Linked DNA regions of Macaca mulatta: region 1 is linked to region 2. The links are chromatin contacts, called in public Hi-C maps. All regions are on one chromosome and are shown on one strand. Each heading gives the region's core, a stretch centred on a gene start, on an enhancer-like site or on the middle of the called end of the contact. The rest is flanking DNA. Distances are from core to core; before and after follow the strand shown.

The links. A called contact is a pair of places that touch in the nucleus more often than the background predicts.
Region 1: a Hi-C map of CD4 T cells shows a contact between it and region 2, with 3 times the contacts expected there. The contact joins the promoter of SYF2 here to the promoter of TMEM50A in region 2. A contact is called at or near these places in 3 of 14 Hi-C or Micro-C datasets (CD4 T cells, fetal cortical plate and liver).

The regions. Positions count from the first base shown.
Region 1 is chr1:215,730,433-215,733,549 of T2T-MMU8v2.0, forward strand. It overlaps SYF2 (SYF2 pre-mRNA splicing factor), which reads left to right and starts at 1,329. Exons shown (of 6, transcript XM_077969211.1): 1 at 1,329-1,387; 2 at 1,618-1,725. The coding sequence starts at 1,364.
Region 2 is chr1:215,691,552-215,694,594 of T2T-MMU8v2.0, forward strand. It overlaps TMEM50A (transmembrane protein 50A), which reads right to left and starts at 1,775. Exons shown (of 7, transcript NM_001261245.1): 1 at 1,657-1,775. RSRP1 (arginine and serine rich protein 1) reads left to right here and starts at 1,869. Exons shown (of 6, transcript XR_013405762.1): 1 at 1,869-3,043.

The DNA of each region.
Region 1 (3,117 bases), core at 79-2,578, 38 kb after region 2:
TGAGCCGAGATCAGTGCCATTGCACTCCAGCCTGGGTCACAGGGCAAGACTCCGTCTCAAACAAACAAAAACCACACACACACACAAACAAAAATTCTTTTTATTTGTATTATTTTTTAATTTAGAGACTGATTCTCACTTTGTTGTCCAGGCTGGTCTTGAACTCCTGGGCTCAAGCAATCCTCCCGCCTCGGCCCGGCAATTTGCTGGGATTGCAGCCATGAACCACCACACCTGGCCAAGACCTGCTTCTTGGAGAAGGTGACAACATGCTAAGCTCTAAACGGAAAGAACTTTCCACTTACGGGAATGAATGGCACTACAGGTTCTTCCTGCCCACTACAGACAAAACCAATTCACTGAGAAGTGCTACTGCAGTATAGAGTTGTATTAATGTGACGCTGGCCTCAGGGAAGAAGGGTTACCACTCAAGTAAGTTTTCCTGAAGGGTCAGCCCAGAGGTTAGTGTTTTTCAGCTGGTTTGGTGTGGGCAGAGCAACAGGGAATGGGTGCTGCTGATTGGTTGGAGATGCAATCATAGGGGTGTGGACTACACTCCTCAACAGCTGAGCCCGCCTCTTGGGGGAGGAGTGGGGCAGAGGAAGCGGTTGGGTCATGAGTCACGAGTCCAGGTGGGGTCACTTAGTTGCCAGAATGCGAAAGTCTCAAAAATGCCTCAAAAGACCAATCTTAGGTTCTACAATAACGACGTTACCTACAGGAGTAATTGGGGAAGTTACACATCCGATGTCCTCCGAAACAATGGCTGGTTATCGTTTACTACATTTTAGCAGAATTCGCCCCTCATATACCTAACCTCCCGGTCTTTCATTAATTTCATAAAGGCAGTTTCAGCCCCCGAACAAGGCGGGGGACTGTTTAAGGGAGGGACTATGCTCATCCTTGCTTAAAAGTTAAACTATAAATTCTCCCATGGTGAGCTTGGTTTATGCCCAGGAATGAGCGAAGACAGCCGCCCTGCGAGGCTAGAAGCAAGTTGGAGTGAGCCATGTTAGATTTCTCTCACTCTTTGAAAAGGCGGTTTCCAGGAACAGCGTTCAGAGTAGGGGAGTTTCTATTAGACTCCTTTTGGTCATTTTTTTCTAGTCCTCCGATTCTGAGCTCTTCCCAACCCTTTTCTTGGCGACTCAACTCCCGCTGTCCTTGCCCACGCGGATTCTCGCGGCTGCGCGAGACCCTGCCCAATCCAAAACGTTTCACAGCTAAAGGGTCCCAACTTCCGGAGGCCGCCCGGAAGGGGCGGGGCTTATGGTAGCTCATTTGTACGCATCGGCCCGGTTGTCTGAAGGCTGACGGAAGTGCTGTATGTTGTTGCCGGAAGTGGGAAGAGAGAAAGGTTGTGATGGCGGCTGTCGCTGCATCCGAGGTGAGTTCGAGCGACTCTACACCGGGGGTTTTGTTGGTGAGGGTTCCGGGGAGCGGCCTGGAGAGAGGTGGAGGCGAAGTCTAGTTTCGCTTCAAGGAGGCTCAGACACTGGGATCAAGTCGGCCGTGGAGGCCCTAGGCCCAGCCTGTGGGGACCGGCGGGGACTCGGCCTGGGCCGTCCTGGGAGAAGCCGAGCTGGCTCTGCCTGAAGCCAGTTCTCTTTGCCGCAGGTGCTGGTGGACAGCGCGGAAGAGGGGTCCCTCACTGCGGCGGCAGAGCTGGCCGCTCAGAAGCGCGAACAGAGACTGCGCAAATTCCGGGAGCTGCACCTGTTGCGGGTGAGTAGTCTTGGAGGCCGGCTCAGATCCGTCACCTGGCCAAGCTTTTGCGCTTTTGTAGAGGGGACGAGGAAGCCACACCACTGCGTCTGACAGACCAACAGAGCAGGATCATCTGAGAGGAAAGCTCTGTTCGGTGGTACTCAACCCTGGCAGCACATGGGGATCGTTATGAGAACTTTTGAAAATATACCTGTTCACTCTAGCCCCCCTCCTACCCACATCCAATTTAATGTATCTGGGTTAGGTTTGCGAGTCTCCATTACTAACAACCTCCCTGCTCTGTGATTCTAACAAATTCTTCATTTTACCTAGGGAAATATGTAGAGCTAGAGACAGGAAGAAACTTGTGTCAGTAAGAGACCTGGTTCACTTGATTTAAAAAATAATCTTCTATCAGAATCTGTTTGAAAAGGGAGAAAATAATCATCTGTCTCTAGGACTTCTGGGGGAAAAGAATAAAAAGAAAATTTAAAAAATAATGGGAAACCTTTGAAAGTCTACAGCGTGGTAGTTCAGCCAGTTGATAGGGAATCGGATGTCTTAAGTGCCCTGGAAGTGCAGAGGAGGAGAGATGAATGCAGTTTGTGGGTCTCCAGGGGGTGCCTCGTAATAGGTGACACCTAAACTACTGTTTGAAAGCCAGACAACTAAAGGAGTTAGAGAAAGAGAATCCAAGCAAAGGGAACAAATTCAAAGAAAATTTGTATTAGGGATAAGAGTCCAGCAAATAGCTGGCTGCAGTTGGAGCTGAGAAAGAGAAAAGCAGCCCCTATTTCAGCATGGAGTGACCTGACAGGCCATGGGTTCACAAAACCCCAAAATCACTCTGACTGTTGTAGTGAGACAAAACAAAGAAGACTTCTTGAAGTACAAGGATGACCACGTATTTCTTTATTCTGGCTAACACCAGTGACAGTTATTACCAAATACAGCATTAGTCTCCGTTACTTCTGCCTCCTATATAAAAATTTAAGATACCTAATTGTAGAAAGCCTCTGCTTTCTGACAGTACTCAATCCAGATCCTTAACCCTCCCCCCAGTCACCTGATACAAACCCAAATCCTGGAACGAGCCCCTCCTAACGCCCTTTCACTCAAATGCCCACAGTTCTCCGTGGTTTGCTCTCTTCTTCTATGCAACAGACTCAACTTTGTTGACCATACGTGTGTTCTTGGTGTCTTTAATTGCAGGACTTTTCCAGAGCCAAGAATATACTAGGGATGGTAGTTGGGAGGAGTATCTCTCTTTGCCTAGGGAAAGTTAATCTAATAAACAATTAAAAGGACATGCTTAAATATTTAGAGTGATTGTGTAAGGAACACATGTTTGGAAATTAGGAGGCAGGGCTTCATGGACAAACTGCCACCAGCTTATGACCTAAGAAATGT
Region 2 (3,043 bases), core at 525-3,024:
AAATACAAAAATTAGCTGGGTGTGGTGGTGCATGTCTGTAATCCCAGCTACTTGGGAGGCTGAGGCAGGAGAATCGCTTGAACTTGGGAGGCGAAGGTTGCAGTGAGCCCAGATCGTGACACTGCACTCCAGCCTGGGCGACAGAGCAAGCCTCTGTCTCAAAAAATAATAATGAATAAATAGAAATCAATGATTTGGATATATTTAAGCAACATTAACAAAGGTGGGTCTCCAAATATTGAAAAATTTTAACTACTGGTTGACCTCCTCCTAAAAATCTGTCACATCCCATTATTTCTAAGTAGGTATTGAATTAGTTTAGGTGGTACTTTTAATATCAAGTATATGATTACTAATCCACAAGAGCTCTTTTGTATCATTTTGATTCCAAACTTATTAGATGACTTTGATATTTACAGCCTAGGAGTACTAACATTAGTAGAGAGACAAGTGATAAACTGTGGCTCTATGTGGAAGTACAGATTCAAATGAAAAATAATTCTCTAATTTACATATTTTATCACAGAACGTGTGTTTCTTCACACCTAAATTAAGAAATTAAACATTGCACTGCAGTTCTTACCTCTACCCACATCATTTCCCTTCACTTCATTCACTTCACTGTTTTTCTTTCTGCAAGCCTGCCTTTTGGTGTCATTTCTATGTAAAGAACATCCACTTGATTTTAATATCCCTATCTCTGATCCTAAAGGGTGTTTCCAGCCAAAAAAATGCACAAAATTGTGATTAATATTAATTCAGATTACAAAAATCCAACTATTTAAATATAGCAGACCCAAACTGTCTTTACAAATTACATAAAACACTCCTGTAAGCCGAGCTGTACAGACCTGACTTGAGACACAGCCATGTTATCTCTATTTCAGAGTATGAAAAAACCTGAAATACGTATAACTTGAGAACACCCTAATTCCTACAGCGAACTTGAGTCCCTTAAATTACTCTGCAGCCAGCAATTATAGTTGTCCAAAAATATGACACCCTAAAAAAGAGCAACGTCTCCCATTTTTAACTTCTTTCAAAAATTAAATATTAAAATACATGATTACAGCCAGTGCTAAGATGTCTTTGGGACAAGTTCAATTTAGGAAATTCACTCATTCGATTCTTCCCCGGGAAGAACTGCAATCCAGTGTTACTTTCGGTTCATCCCAATGGCCCCGCCCCGAATCCATTTTTCTTGCACGACGACTGGCACGCTCAAGCCAGACCCCGCCCTCCAAACTCTGGGAATTTTAGGTCTCGAGGGACGCGGCTGGAAGATGGGGGAGCCACCTTCAGCCCGGCCGCCCCTCGCTGAGGGAGCCGGACGGGCCACGCTCCTTTCTCGGAGCTTCGGCCTGTCCAGCTGTAAAGTGGGGGACCGGGGTATTTCCAAGAATCCTGGGATGTCCTGGGGGAGGGCGCGGTCCCGTCTCCGTCTTGGCGGGTCTGGACGCGGTCGCCTTCTCCAGGCGCCGCAGGACCCAGGAGAGGAGAGGTCTGCAGGGGCTCAGCCCCGGTCTGCGGCTTCCCGGAGGGTGGCGGCAACGAGCCTGTGCTGTAGGCACCAACCCGTCAGACGGTCCCGGCTCCGAGGCCTCTCCAGCCTTGAAGCCGCTCCTCTCCTGCCCCCATTCCCCGCCCGACACTTACGTCCAGCCCCGTCGTGCAGTGGTTCCGGAGCCCGGTGTAGCGCCGCGCGCAGCTGCCTCACTCCACCGGTTTCAGCCAAGAAAACAAAACGTCCACGGCCTCCAGACACCCGGATGCAGCAGTACCACCCCCGCGGCTCAGCCGCGCATGCGGACACGGGGCGGAGGGCGGGACGCCGGGTCCGGAGGGAGCCCCGCCCACCACGCCAACGCGTCTGCGCAGGCCCGGGCGCTCGCTGGCGGGGCTTTCCGCAGCTTTGGGATCACAGCTGGACGTCGGAAGTGCTAGCTTGGAGTACGCCCTTCGAGGGTAGGCGTGAGAAGTTGCTCTGTGTGCTGAGCTTTCTAAAGGAAGGTATCCGTTGGCCTTTGTACCCGTCTTGATTGAGGTGACGAGTGTTTTCTAGTACTGGGGTCGGCCCCCCAGCCGTCTCAGGTGTGGGTGGCAGGAAGAGTGCCGGGTCCCATGTGGTGCAAAAGTTGGGTTCCGGTTTGCAGCCACACAGCGCTACTCAGGACTTTTTAGTCTTGTTTATTTTCTCCGTGCCTGTTCCCGCCCCCTCGCGGTTCCACCTCTGGTAGAGGGGCGGGTTCAGCTCCAGGAGGCGGGGACTTCCCAGCTCGGTGTGGCTGGGGTGTCCCGTGGACCCCGGTCCCGGCGCGGTGACCCACTTATGGGACTTGGCCTTTCTTTGCTGTTTGTTTAAGGCAGGGTTTCTCAGCCTGGGCACTACTGACGTTTTGGGCCGGCTCATTCTGTCTGGGTTGGGAAGGGTAATGTCCCGTGCTGCTTAGAATGTGTAACTGCATCCCCCGTCTCTACCCGGTAGATGCAAGTAGCAGCCCCAGTGAACCAAAAATGTCCCCAGACTTTGCCAAATATCCTCCCCCTCGGGGAAGATCGCCTCGCTTGAGAACCACTGTTGGAGGAGAGCCTGGGTTTTCGGGAGGTGACCATTTACAAAGGGGAGGACGGTAAGAAGCCGGAAGCAATGATGTGTTAGCTACGTGAACGACTTGTGGCCGGGCTGGCCCCTCTTCTGGAAGCCGTCAGTTTGGGTCTCGCGTCTGGGATCGCCGTCGAGGAGTCAGATCCAGCCCCAGAGAGGGAGCAGGGTCGAGGTGTCGTTGCAGAAGGCGCCACCGGAGGAAGCACAGGGGCAACGTGCGGTCTTCCTAGCGGAGGCACTCGCGATCCTGCAGCCGCCGGTCCGGGAGGTGCTCGGTACCCCTCCGTGGTGCCTGTCCGGTAGCTGGTCACTCTCGGGGGAAGGTCGTGCTACAGAAGGGCATTATGCGATCACACAGAGACGGCGTTGCTGCGGCTTTGACCCTATGGTGCACCCGAAAGAACACAGAGGGTGGAGGGAGAGATCCAGGAAGAGGTC